2 separate regions of the Mus musculus genome follow, and region 1 is linked to region 2. The links are chromatin contacts, called in public promoter capture Hi-C maps. All regions are on one chromosome and are shown on one strand. The core of a region is the stretch at or near the end of the contact, and the rest is flanking DNA. Distances in the headings are between cores, read along the strand shown.

Evidence for each region. Promoter capture Hi-C pulls out the DNA fragments that hold promoters and counts their contacts.
Region 1: a promoter capture Hi-C map of hippocampal neurons shows a contact between it and region 2, with 5 times the contacts expected there. The contact joins the promoter of Nwd2 here to the enhancer-like site in region 2. A contact is called at or near these places in 4 of 39 promoter capture datasets (embryonic stem cells, hippocampal neurons, liver and 1 more), 5 of 484 Hi-C or Micro-C datasets (cerebral cortex, cortical neurons and ventral hippocampal neurons) and 3 of 115 datasets of contacts at active chromatin or transcription factors (forebrain, neural progenitor cells and neural tube).

The regions. Positions count from the first base shown.
Region 1 is chr5:63,645,147-63,652,097 of GRCm38.p6, forward strand. Nwd2 (NACHT and WD repeat domain containing 2) reads left to right here and starts at 3,957. Exons shown (of 7, transcript NM_177006.3): 1 at 3,957-5,174. The coding sequence starts at 5,024.
Region 2 is chr5:63,167,696-63,174,378 of GRCm38.p6, forward strand. No RefSeq gene overlaps it. Among named protein-coding and RNA genes, the nearest start is that of Dthd1, 360 kb to the left of the region's middle. Within about 2 kb of position 2,081, at least 25 of the 459 cell types and tissues checked have an H3K27ac peak or open chromatin away from gene starts, as enhancers often do. A contact at or near this core is called in cortical neurons, hippocampal neurons and ventral hippocampal neurons, where this site is marked.

The DNA.
Region 1 (6,951 bases), core at 2,707-5,206, 480 kb after region 2:
GCATATACAGTTTGCAAGTCCAATGGGCCTCTCTTTCCAGTGATGGCCGACTAGGCCATCTTTTGAAACATATGCAGCTAGAGTCAAGAGCTCCGGGGTACTGGTTAGTTCATAATGTTGTTCCACCTACAGGGTTGCAGATCCCTTTAGCTCCTTGGGTACTTTCTCTAGCTCCTCCATTGGGAGCCCTGTGATCCATCCAATAGCTGACTGTGAGCATCCACTTCTGTGTTTGCTAGGCCCCAGCATAGTCTCACAAGAGACAGCTACATCTGGGTCCTTTTGATAAAATCTTGCTAGTGTATGCAATGGTGTCAGCGTTTGGAAGCTGATTATGGGGTGGATCCCTGGATATGGCAGCCTCTACATGGTCCATCCTTTCGTCTCAGCTCCAAACTTTGTCTCTGTAACTCCTTCCATGAGTGTTTTGTTCCCACTTCTAAGGAGGGGCATAGTGTCCACACTTCAGTCTTCATTCTTCTTGAGTTTCATGTGTTTAGCAAATTGTATCTTATATCTTGGGTATCCTAAGTTTTGGGCTAATATCCACTTATCAGTGAGTACATATTGTGTGAGTTCCTTTGTGAATGTGTTACCTCACTCAGGATGATGCCCTCCAGGTCCATCCATTTGGCTAGGAATTTCATAAATTCATTCTTTTTAATAGCTGAGTAGTACTCCATTGTGTCCATTGGCGTCCCACCTATACAAACAATGACAGACAAGGAATGTCTGCTGAGCCTACCCCAGGGATGATGCCAATACAAAGTGGTCAGCCCTGAAACCACATACACAAAGATAAGAAAAATGAACTTGGGGGCTGGAGAGATGGCTCAGCGGTTAAGAGCACTGACTGCTCTTCTGAAGGTCCTGAGTTCAAATCCCAGCAACCACATGATGACTCACAACCATCCATAATGAGATCTGACAGACACCCTCTTCTGGTGTGTTTGAAGACAGCTACAGTGTACTTAGATATAATAATAAATAAATAATTTTAAAAAAAAGAAAAATGAACTTAGTGCGATGTATTTAAATATTTATGTATAATTAAACATACATTTATATGTAACAAGAGTGAGAAAGAGGCTATCAGTTTGAGAGGGAGGGCATGGAAGAAGTTGACAGGGCACTTGAAAGAAGCTGAAGGGAAGACAGGGAGAAGGAAAGCAATGTAATTCTATTTTAATTTTAAATGTATTAAAATAAAAAGTAATGATTTTTAAAAGGGTATACAGGGACTATAGTGTCTAAGACAGGATGCTAAACTGGAGATAGGACTTGCTAGACCAAGACCCTTAATGCAATATAATTAAGTAAAATACTAATTAAAGCTTAAAACAGTGTGTATCATACAGGGAGTGCTCAGTATAGCAATATCACAAGATAATGGTTTAATGGAATTACGATTTATTTCAAGGTCATTAACTTCTCTATCAAGAAGGATAGAATCTATAAGCAAATGACTCTTTCCAGCCCAGTGAATAGAAGGAGCCTATCAGTGATTTCACCTTCCCACAGGTCAGTATTAGAAAGAGCTGGCACCACTATTTTATAAGGACTTCTAGCCTGCTAGCTAGGGTGGGTGAGACAAGAGAAGGGAATGGTTTTTAGCAGCATGGTCTTGGACCCATGTTCCAGGACTCCTTTCTCTTCTCATTTCTAGGTGCTTTAAAATCTCCTGCCTGTTTCTGGAATGGTATTGATTTCCCTATGGGATTGTAATGAAAAAAATAGAAACATAAAAAACAGAGGAAGGAGTATAGACCTATGTGCTCTTTCTTGGAAGCAGCCATAATCTTGGTTGTTAAAAAAAAAATCTCAACCAAGACCAGACATGGATTTATTATGTTGCAAAAAATCTTTGACAGGAGCATTAATACCTGGATCGTGGCTCTACTGTAGATTAGCTTTATGACCTTGTATTAGTAATTTCTGGTGGAATTTTTCTAACCTTGCTCTCCTATATGCAAAAATGCAATAAAACTTCTTTTTTGTTGTCATTGTTTATAATAGACAAAGAAGATGGTACACTTTTAATTTCCAACCTATTTACAACCTAAGCAAGTATTTACAACATTTAAAATAAAATTCTTTTTATCAGTATTTCTGAAAGGACAACAAATAGGGCTGGAGAAGTGGCTTGGCAATGAAAAGCTCTAGTCGTTCTCCCAAAGGACCCCATATTAATTAGTAAATAAAACTTCAGTAAATACTGAAAATTTTGAAACAAAGATAAAAATTAAGTAGCCTCCAAAATCTGGACTTTCTATCTATCTAATGAGCAACCAATAATCTAATTCATCAAGCTGAAAAACCATAGGAATTGACACTTAAATCTTACCATTATGGGTGGCCTCTCCTTTGTGCTATCTGCATGCTGAGAAATCAATCTTTGTTTTCAGACTGTTAAAAAGAGATAGATTAGGAGAGTGTAAGGGAGGAGGCTGGGTGGGAGTGATGTAGGCAATTCTGTATCTTTAAGCAGATGCCTCCCCACTACTCAAAAGATGCTTAGCTTTACCTCCAGCAAAGGTGGTGGTGCAGTGACTATGCTATGAACAGTGACAAATCTCTCTTCTGCAGGCTTGGTCGGCAGTGACACAGGCAGATGCTAAACTTCAGCCTGTCTAGAAGTTAATTAGGTTACAAAGGCTGCCAAAAACCCCAAAGTCATTCAAAGAAAATTCAACACTGGAGCAAGATCTGAAGGAAACAAACACTAATCTTGAGTCTAAAAACAGAAATATAAATAAGAGAGGGGAGGAGGATTCAGGCAGGTGACACTCTGTAAACATTTTATCCATATTGTTTTAACTGCTGGGAGGTGAGGCATAATGTAGTCCTGACCCTTTCCCTGGGATGGATACTATATCTTCGTAAAGGCTGGAGCAGTGGCCAGCACTCTGCATTCATTACCTGTTACAGAATTTTCAGTACATAACCAGGGGCCATGGAGGGCGAGAGTCTCTGGATTCTGCTCCCGATTGCCTTCCTACTTGGAAATAGTGATTTTGAAAAGCTGATTCGCTAGAATGAATTAATTGACTAGCTGGCTAGGTTATCCACAGGAATTCTTCATGGGTTCTGTGAAATCATCACACAGTAACAAGTGCTGTCTGCTTCAGACTCTCAGGAGTAGTTGGAGCCTTAAAAACCTAGAGACCCAGTTCTTCCAAAGAGGTTAGCCCAGAATGAGTGTTGGGTGTGGGGTGCTCTAAGACTGTAAACAGCACTATGTAGGACTTCACTGCCACCCTCAGGACCCAGAGGAAGTGCAGACGATGGGGATGCCAGAAGATGCCCAGGATAGGAGTCTTCAGGTGAGAAGATAAACATGCCATGAAGCGACTAGCTATCATTTTGTTTGAGACAGGGTCTCACACTGTATATAGTCCAGGCTGGCCTGTCCTGGCACTAGCAAAAATCCTACTACCTCAGTTTCTAAGAACTGGTAATTAGAAATACGAGCAACCAACTAAGCTTTGTACCCACCCATCCTCTCCCCAGTCTCGAGGGTGGGGTGGGATGGGCTGTGTTTGCTCTCTAAAATATGATCCTGACCCAACCTCAGAATGAGAAATCTGAAGGTCCAGCTTCAAGGCAGGCTCCAAATACTCCCTTCTTCCTACTTCCCCATTCAATAAAATCACTCTTATCTCCTCTCCTGGAGTTTGTAGGGTTTCAGAGGGTGACGGCAATTACACATTTGGACTTCTCTGCATCTCATGCCACTTGGGATCCTGCAGATGTTCAGACCCTGGCCCCAGGATGCACAGTCTGATCCCCCTCAAAGAAAGTGATTCAGGCCCCTTCAGTGAGTGCAGATTACCAACAACCTTGAGCCAACTTTGCCACCTAGGCCCCCAAACAAAGGCCCCTTGCACTTTGCCAGAAGTGGGGCGTGGCAGAGAGTCTTTCTCTGTAGTTGCATCCTTCCCTTGAGCCAGAGCTCACACCCACTACTGCGTGGGGCTCCCAATGCCCTGGAAGCCGCCTGGTTCCTGCGCGCCCACAGGAGGGCGAACAGCCAGGAAAGGCTTCTCAGCGGGAGCAGGGAGGCTCCCTGGTCCTTTAAAGGTCTAGGAGAACTGCCCGCAGAGACTCGCTCCCCAAAAGGGTCCGCGACCACGCGGGGAGGGCCACGTGAGCATCGTGGCTTAGCTATAAAAATCCCCCGATTGCACGAGCGTGGGGAGAGAGCGCCGAGGCGAGACGTGTCCTCCCACGCCACGAGAGGCAGGGAGAACCTTTCTCAATGCCTGGAGCTTTAATGCTCCAGCCCCTTGGCGTGTGGTGTGGAGGAGCATTGAACTTTGGGGGACTTGGCAAAGGCTTGCAGACGCCCGCGCGACTGGATTCCCGCAAATGCACAGAGCTGGTTTGACCTTTAGGGGAGTTCGAGGGAGGATAGCAGGAATCTCGGGCAGATCGATCTCCTGTCCTTCACTGAGGGAGCCGCCTGGGGTTCTGGTGCGAGTCCTCCTAGGAAACCAAGAGGTCCCCGGGCTGCCCCCAGCCCGCGCATCTACACCGCAGCCGCCCCGTGAGCCGCGTTGTTTCTGAGAGTCCTGACCGACTCCTGCCACCGTCTCCTAAACTTTGACCTGCTCTGGTCCTCCGCCAGGTCCCCGACGCCCGGCTGCCCCCTCCTCCCGCGGTGGACACCAGTAGGGACATGGCTACGGGCTCCAGGAGAGGAGCGGGCTCTTCTCGGTGCAACCTGGCACCGCCCGCGTAGCATCCTCCACGCTGACCTCCTGCGCTGCGGCGCCGAGCCTCGGGCGGGAGTCAAGGCAGTCCTCAGAGGTGTAGGAGGCGACAACAACTGGGGACCCGAGGGTCCCTATGGCCGCTGCTCCAAAGCGGCTGCTGAGCGCTGCGAAGCTCGCCGGCTGCGCTCAGAGCTCCGAGCGACTCTGAGCTGCTTCGCCGGCGGACATCGCCCTCGCGGGACCGCGGAGGGTCAAAGACCCGAGAAGCAGAGACGGTGGTGGCAGCTGATCTTCCCTCCCACAGGGCGATGTGGCCGGCCGGTGCGGGCACCAAGCTGCCCTGTCCCCGGGACTCCGCGCTCCGGCGGGCGGCGTTCTCTGGTAATCTCACCGCCCTTCCTTCTCACCTGGTACCCGCCGGTCGCAGCGTCCGGGTCTTCATCAGCGCCAACCCTGAAGGTAAGTCCCTTGGCGCTTTAAGTAGGTCTGTTGGTCCTTCCTTTGATCTGCGCGGGTCCGAAAGTGTATGGGGCCCGCACAGCGGGGTACGCCCTGCTTCCCTGCGCTCCCTGCCTCCCTCTGCAGCCCCCAAGCGCGTGGGAATTTCATTCCAATCCCTTAATTTTCTTGAGCTCATCCGCTCCCCTGCTGACTACTAGGACACACTTGTCTTCCAGGAGTCAATCTAAAACATCGCAAAGGCGTTATTGGTAGACTTTCTAGAAGATCAATTCTGCCTCTACTACTCCATCGCCTTTGCCTCTTTAATGGGTTTCTTTTACCTAATACACAAATAATAGCTAGCCTCTGGTGGCCTGTGACTGAAAGGGGTTCCCTGCTGTCACTCGTTCTCACTCAAGTGCCAAGTATGTTCCTTGAAACACTGGTCCTGCAGATAGAAAGGCCAGTGGAGGTCCAGGGAGCGGCCCCCCAACCCAGAGCTGAATTAGTGCTGGTCCACTCAGATGAGCTCATCTTAGTTGGGCACTGGGACTTGTTCTCTCCTGAGCAGGTCAAGCGTGGGTCAAGCACCACCAGATAGATGCTGCATTGAGTAGTTCTTGGTTCCTAAGGTTAACTCTCCTTTCCAGTGAATGGTGAGAAAATGAAGAATGCACATAGCAAAGTGGATAAGAGTTCAGGGGAGAGAGAGAGAGAGAGAGAGAGAGAGAGAGAGAGAGAGAGAGAGAGAGAGAGAGAGAGAGAGAGAGAGAGAATGAGAGAGAATGAAAGAGACTTAAGAAGGATGTGTAAGATTATACAAGCCTGTTGTGAATTAACTTTTTCTGTACCACAGCAAACCTCTGACCTAATTGAAGAAAAACAAAACAAAACAAAAAGTTCACATTCAAATAATCACTGAAGAGTTTGATCCATTAAACATCCAAAGCTCTATTTTGTTGCTGTAAAAGGACAGAAAAGGTAACTTTCTGGAAACAAGCACTTCTAAAGGGGAGGGGTGAGCTACTGGAAATTTCTGGTAAAGTACTTGTGGTCACAATGGAATGGGGAAATAATTAAATAAATAATACAAAATTAAGGAGAGTTCTATGCGTGGAGGGCCTGACTGCCTTTCCCTGAGCTTACAACTCACTTTCCCAGAACCTAATAAAGGGTGCTTTTAGGAAGACCTGACAACATTAAGAATCCTTCCATAGCAAGTATACCAACCAGGACTTGGGCATGGGAAATGTTTAAATAACCATAAAATGGACAGCCTTGTTAAAGTTAGGGTTCAGGAAATCTACAAGTCTCAGCATAATGGCGAAAAGAATTATGTTAGATAATGTCTAGTCTTGCCATTTTCAGTTATCCAAGGTTTTCTTAATTGCCACGTGAATTGTTTGCCCTGCTGTGAAGCCAACTAAAACTCTTATCTTGTCCTTTAAGAAAACTGCTTCTAAAATAGTGTGAGTGTTCTGTTAATGTAAGCAGTGGTTAACTTGTTTCTTGCTTTAAATGTGCCTTTTATGGGATTGCATGATAATGAATTGATGCTGCCAGCTTAAGTAGAAACTGGAAAACAATTAATATGTGTTACACCTGCACCTGCATGGTATTCTTCAAACTCTCAACTTAGTTGCATTAAAAACTTAAACACACACTAAGCAGAGGAAAGCAAGCAAACACAAGCCACCCCTATTGGTCAAATGATTTTGCTGGACAGTTTCCAGGCTGATCTTAAAGGACCAGAAATATGAAGCTTACTTGAGAAGTTTTAGTAGAAGCAGGACTC
Region 2 (6,683 bases), core at 831-3,330:
ATATACACATCTTGTCAATTTATTTACATGTCAATAGTCTTGTCAATTGAACACACTTGTGAAGAAGAGGGGAGTTGTTTGATGGAGATATCCCATGTAGGGCTGAGTGTTTCAAGATCTCTTACTCTCTCTGCACACTGTGTGGCTATGAGTCTCTGTTTCCATCTGCTGTGGAGGAAGACACTCTGTTACTATGTTCTCCAATGTCTTAAAATCATACTAACAAAGATGAAAATAAAAAATATTAATTATTTGATCTTGGAATTTACATCTATTCACTCATTTTGTCATGAACTGACCTTGTGAACACTGAATATATATTCTATCATGTCTTGCTTAGGTGTGCTGGAAAATATATAAAACAACAAGAAAAGCTCTCTTCACTCATTATTAAGTGAGTAAAACTAAAAGTCAGTAAACACATAGCCCTATGATAAGATCCATAAGATGAAAATGCACAAAAAAAAAATAGTGCAGGAAGAAGCATAAGATTGAAATATAATGAGAAAAGGGTACTGCCCCACTTTGCTTCTCTCCTGCTGTGATAAAACACTGACCTAAAGCATCTTGAGGAGGGAAGGGTTTATTTGGCTTGCACTTTCAGAACACAGTCCATCACTGAGGGAAGTCAGGGCAGGACCTGAGGCAGAAACCTGAAAGGAGCAACCATAGAAGAGACCACAGAGGAATACTATTTGCTGGCCTGACCTGCTGTTAGGATTTGCTTATCTTGTTTTTTTGTACAACTCAGGACCACCTGCTCAGAAGCTGCATAGCCACCATGGGCTGGATCTTTCTGTATCAATCATTAATCAAAATAAAATTAAATTAAAAACCCACCCCAACAGACATGCCTACAGGCTACTCTGACTGAGGTAATATTTGCAATTGAGGTTATTCCTTCTCAGGTGAATCTTGTGTCAAACTGATAAAAATGAAAATAAGCAGCCCAGTGACCTTGACCTAAAGATTAAAACAAAGGAAATATAGAATTAAATTTAGATTTGTAAAAAAAAAAAAATGATAGCCAAGCCCTGGCATTCCCCTGTACTGGGGCATATAATCTTTGCAAGACCAAGGGCCTCTCCTCCCATTGATGGCCGACTAGGCCATCCTCTGCTACATATGAAATTAGACACACAAGCTCTGGGGGGTACTGGTTAGTTCGTATTGTTGTTCCTCCTATAGGGTTGCAGAAGCGGGAGTGGGTGGGTTAGGGAGCAGGGCAGGGGAGGGTATAGAGGACTTTCAGAGAGGAAACTAGGAAAGGGGATAGCACTTGAAATGTAAATGAAGAAAATTTAACAAAAAGGAAAGATGTAAGTCTATGGTCATGTGATCCTGATCTAGGAAAAAAAAAAGATAGTCAAAATTACCAGGTCAAGGAGGACCTAAGCCTTTGTGAGCATCTGAAAACAAGAAGGTAGCCAGGGTGACTAGGGAGAGTTAAGGGGTAAGGAGGGTAAGGAGTGAGAGATAGAAGCAACAAAGGCATAGAGAGTGACTGCATAGGACTTCCTTGGCTGTCTGGGGAGCTTTCACATTTTGAACTGAACTTAAGAGAAGATACTGTTGATGTTTTCATGGTCTAAGGGGTGGCCTTTCTCATATTTATTCTAGAATGGTCTTCTGACTGCTGAATGGAGGTCATATTGTAGACAGAAAAACATAGGGAAAGGCTATCTCTAAGATGGTGACAAGATGGGTACAGGAAAGGAATGAGTAAGACAGAAGAACTGACAAAGACTCGTAGTGGATATGATGTTAGGTGCAGTGTGACACTGATGTGGACTCAGGGACATCTGACTTGAAGAAATAATGAAATCATTGGTAATGTTAGCATCAACGGGCACGGAGCTGCTGCCATAAATAACTACAAATGAAATGATAAATGCCAAGGCTCATCAAAATCAGTGGGACCATTCAATTAAATAGGACTGGCATACAGTTAGGATAAGACAACTGAAATCCAACATTGGTATCTTTTTATAATCTCCCACAAACCCACTACACACACTACTGACAAGTGAAAAGCTCTGGCATATGACTCATTTGTTTGTGAAACCACTTCCTCAGTCCACACAGATGGTGTTTGCAGAGCCTGAGGTAGGGGGTGGCTTGCTGGAGGAGATAGGCTACTCAAAGTCCTGTGCAGCTCTCTCACCTGTGGGGGAGAAGGAGAAAATGCTGTCCCTGTGAGCCAACACCGAATCACAAGCCCTGGCTGTCCTTTTCTCTGGTCTAACGTTTAATGTATTTTTGATGCCTTTCTCTCCCCACTCCCCCCCCACCTCTACATAGCCTTCTGCAAATGTTGCCATAGCAACAAGATAGACTTTGCTTAAGGGAAATACTTTGGACAAAACTGCATTAGAAATCAATACCATCAGCACTGTGGCTCTTTTTACCTTGTACTCATTGACTCAAGTGTAATTGAGGAGTCATGATTTTATGAGGCTTAGAGACTCAGTAGTGCAAATTATTATTTTGCCTAATACATGGGTCAGCATACCTCCTTGAAAGGGTCCGAAGAGTACTAAACACTATATTTTACTAAAAATATTTACTAAATATATTATAAAGACTATATTATACTAAGGAGTATTAAAGTGTATATTAAAGACTCTAAAGAGCATATAACTGTGACATGGTCACAGTTACTAAACCCTACCAACTAGGGTAATAGGGCCACAGCTAATACATGAATGAATTGATGTGGCACTGTGCCTTCACGTTTTTATTTATAAAAAGTTGACTTCAAAGTTCTGCAAATAGAGTGCAAACTGCCACAAAGCTTCCCACATGCTGACATTAATAGCCATCTACTCTAAGACATGAGCAGCCTGAATAATATTTTAAAAGGAAGGAGAAATTGGCCAACACTTTAAAGTAAAGATGATTTCACTTGAAAATATGACTTCCGGCTTCTTTTATAAATGAGAAAAATCTGGCAGCACAGAACCTGCATTCTTGCATAGCAAAAATCTGCCGGAGTTGAGTCATAAGCACCCAATTCAGGAAGACTGTACACACACAGATTCCTAGCACTCTCCTCCACTATGGTCTATCCTTCTCCTACTGCCTATTAACTGCTCATCTGATTTGTGCAGCCGCTGATTAAATAAATCATCTCTCAGTATTAATGATGGTTTACTGTTGGCTAATTCATACAACTTCATTATCTCAGAACACAAGGGTGTACATTTATGAAAATAACCATTCTAAGATTCCCTACCTCAGTGTCTTTACTTTCCTGGTTCTAGTAGGAATGACAGAAGGATCCTTACATAATGGGTGTCAAATCAAACGTGTGTTCCTGCCAATTGCTTAAATGTTTTAAGAGCAACAGGAAGGATGAACTGAACGTGAGTTCCAATGCTCCATATTTAAGGTAAGAATATGTACCTTATCAGGTGCATCCTTGCATCTAGAGGGATACTTTCAGACAAAGATAGGAATGGGGAATGAAGGAAGAGAGTGACTATATACACATACATATATGAGATTTTCTGGATTGTCAAGGCAAATGTGGCTCTACAACTTTTGTAGGTCCTGGGAGGAAGTTAAAATTCAAGTTTTAGTTTTAGTAATTGATGTTTCCTTGGCTTCTATGCCCCCTCCCTCCATTGTCTGCTAGGAGCCCCTCAGAGAAGGATGCTGGGACATAGGAAGGAAAATGAGAGATTGTCAAAGACAACACAGTTCTAAGAAAGGGCATATTATTTAATTGTACATTTTCAATGAAGTGGGTTTTTTTTCTCCAAAAAAGTATTCTATCAGATACTTTATATTTTAAAAAGTCATTGGAAAAATGTTTCTATTTTTTTTTTTCAATTCAGGGTGGCCTTAAATTATAAATGCACTGCTGATGTTCCTTGAATTATTACAAGGATGGAAAGAGTCCATACCCCTGGAGGCTGAATCAGAATGCCTCTCAAATGGTGATTCCTTGACCTACACCAGCTGATGGTATTAAAAATTTATTACTAAAACCAATATAGTTAATGATGATAGTAGAAGTCATTAATTAAAAAAGTTAATTTGCTGTTGAAGACATTCATTTATAATGGTTTTCTAATTTTTCAAATACAAACTGAAATATTATAAGGACATAGATAACTAATATCTATCTACAAGAGTCATATGAAATTCAACTAATGCATTATACTTTGTTATTTTTCTGGGTCAAAATGTATTTGAGTTCTTTATTAAACCTTACTCTTTATAATAAGAACAATTTTCTCAAATGCTTTTCACTTGCTGAGTTCAATTAAATGCTATATAAGTGGAGAGGGAAGCTGACACATAACACAACATGAAAATTTTGTACATCTTCCTTGCATTCTATGTGTTTGTCTTTATGGAGTTACATTATATCATTTCTTCTTTCCTTTATTCCTTCCAGACCCTCCTCATAACCCTCCTTACTCTTTTTCAAATCTATAATCTCTTTTTACTTAGTAATTGAAGTTAAAGGCATACACATTTATACTCATATATCCCTACAAATAATGTGCTCAGTCTCTATGATGTTATCTTCATGCATGTTCTCAACACTGATAATTGGCATTGGATAACCAATTGGGGAAGACTATTTCTCTCACTCTCAGCATTCCTTAATTGTCTGTTTTGATTAAACAATGAAGAAATTTCAGTGCTAGGCATGCTATGGCATATTAGGTTATGTTACATAGATCTCAATAAATAAAGTAGCCCATAATATGTTACCAGTACTAAACACTCATTCCTAAGAGGATCATATCATTTGCCTTTAAAGCACATTTAAATGGTTCTGAGGATAAATAAATGGAAAATACTGGTGGACTACACACCCATGAGAGCTGAGCTGATTATTATCATTGGCATGGAATCCCAAAAAGAAAGGAGAAAAAAATATGGATAATGTTGAAAATAAGCAAAGCAAATGTTTTCTTATCCATTTTCTTCTTAAGTTGAATAATGCTCATGACTTCATCAGTTTTTTGTTTCTTCACACATTTCTGTAATTTAACTACATGCATGCCATCTTGCATTGTATGGGTTCTTGACTTTCCGGAAGGAATATGAGCAGAGCCTGGGTTAAAGAAGCAAGTTTTTTTTTTTTTTTTTTTTTTCCTTTCTTGAAGGCCATTCCTGTCTCTTGTCGTCTCATGCCGAACCACTAGGCATCTTCATTAAGCTATAGAAGATCTAATATTCCTGTCTTCCTGTCCTTCTGGTCCTCTTCCATTATCAACACACAAAGAACAAGCACAGTTTGTTCCTGGTGGACTCATACCACCCTGGACTTTAATTCTTTGGAACTGACACTGCATGACATTTTGGAATCTCTATGTATGCTTACTCTCATTTATTTCAGTGTTTACACTTGCATGGATTTTGTGTGGCTCTTGATATAATGTCTTCAGTTCTTGTTTGACCTTCTCACACAAGGGTCCATATCTTGAAGTATTCATAAAGTTTTGCCCTGGATGTTGGACTTACAGATATCCTTCCTTATCTGGCATGCTATCCAAACTTACTGTAGCCCATTGCTGTCTTAAAATGTTAACTGCTATCTGTGGTTTTCATGAATAGTTGATTGACAATGAAAGCTTGTATGGGAACTACTTGGTAATAGAGTTTATTGTGTATTTAACAAAAACCTTTTACCAGTTTCCCCCGCATGTGAGTGGAAACAACAACAATAATAACAACAACCACAACAGCAGAAGAACAGAGACAGCACATAATCTTCACTGATGGTCTGGATTTTGAATAAAATATGTAGAGCTAAGACTTGCTACTATTTTGTTATATAATAAAGTGTATTCTTGCTTCTCGTGTAATTATTAAGTTGAAAAATTCTAACATAAACTGGGGAAATAAGAAATGTTAGATATGTAGCCCTGCCATTTTAACAAACTGTTCTGCCTTTGAAACTCAGCAGGTGCTCTCAATAGTATATATATCAGGACAAGAGGTTGACAGGATCCATACAATCAGCCACGTGGATGCCCCTGATGGAGGCGCTCTAATTGCTGTGGAAGACAGTCCATTATAATCACCTCTTCTACAAGCAAATGAATGGCATCATACCTTAAATTATAGGTTCTTCATAGACTGAAGGGCAGTCTTTTTCACTTTCCCTTTATTTCTGATATCTCTCCCACACTCTAATTATTCATATTTCTGGCAGGAAGAGCATACATGTTTTATCCTCTTTTAAATGCTGAACTTAATTTGAAGACTGCCCTGTATTAGGAAATCCTATGGGGTACTGCTGCCAACACACATCTGCTGGGCATTTTTTTTCATGCAATTATACAAAGTTAATGCTTCATAAACAAGTAGCGGAAATTGTACTCTCCAGTACTAGATTTTACAAAATGGCTCAAAGCAACTAGGCTTCCCCCCTAATGAGTGAGTCAAAATTAAGTTGAACAAATAGGCCCATAGCATTTCAATTATTTTCTTCCTGTTCATAGAGGACTGAGAGTTTTCTTAACTTACATTCTTTGCTTCATGCAGTGCTACATTTATTTTGGCAGTAAGCATGATTTTAATTTTTAGGGGCAGCTTATTAAAATATAAAATAGGGACACTCTCCTCTCAATAGCTTTCCCCCTCTCTTAAAAAAATGTCACATTAAACATTCTGCCATTCTGTTTCCATAACTGCCCCACCAAGGACTGCCGAGGACG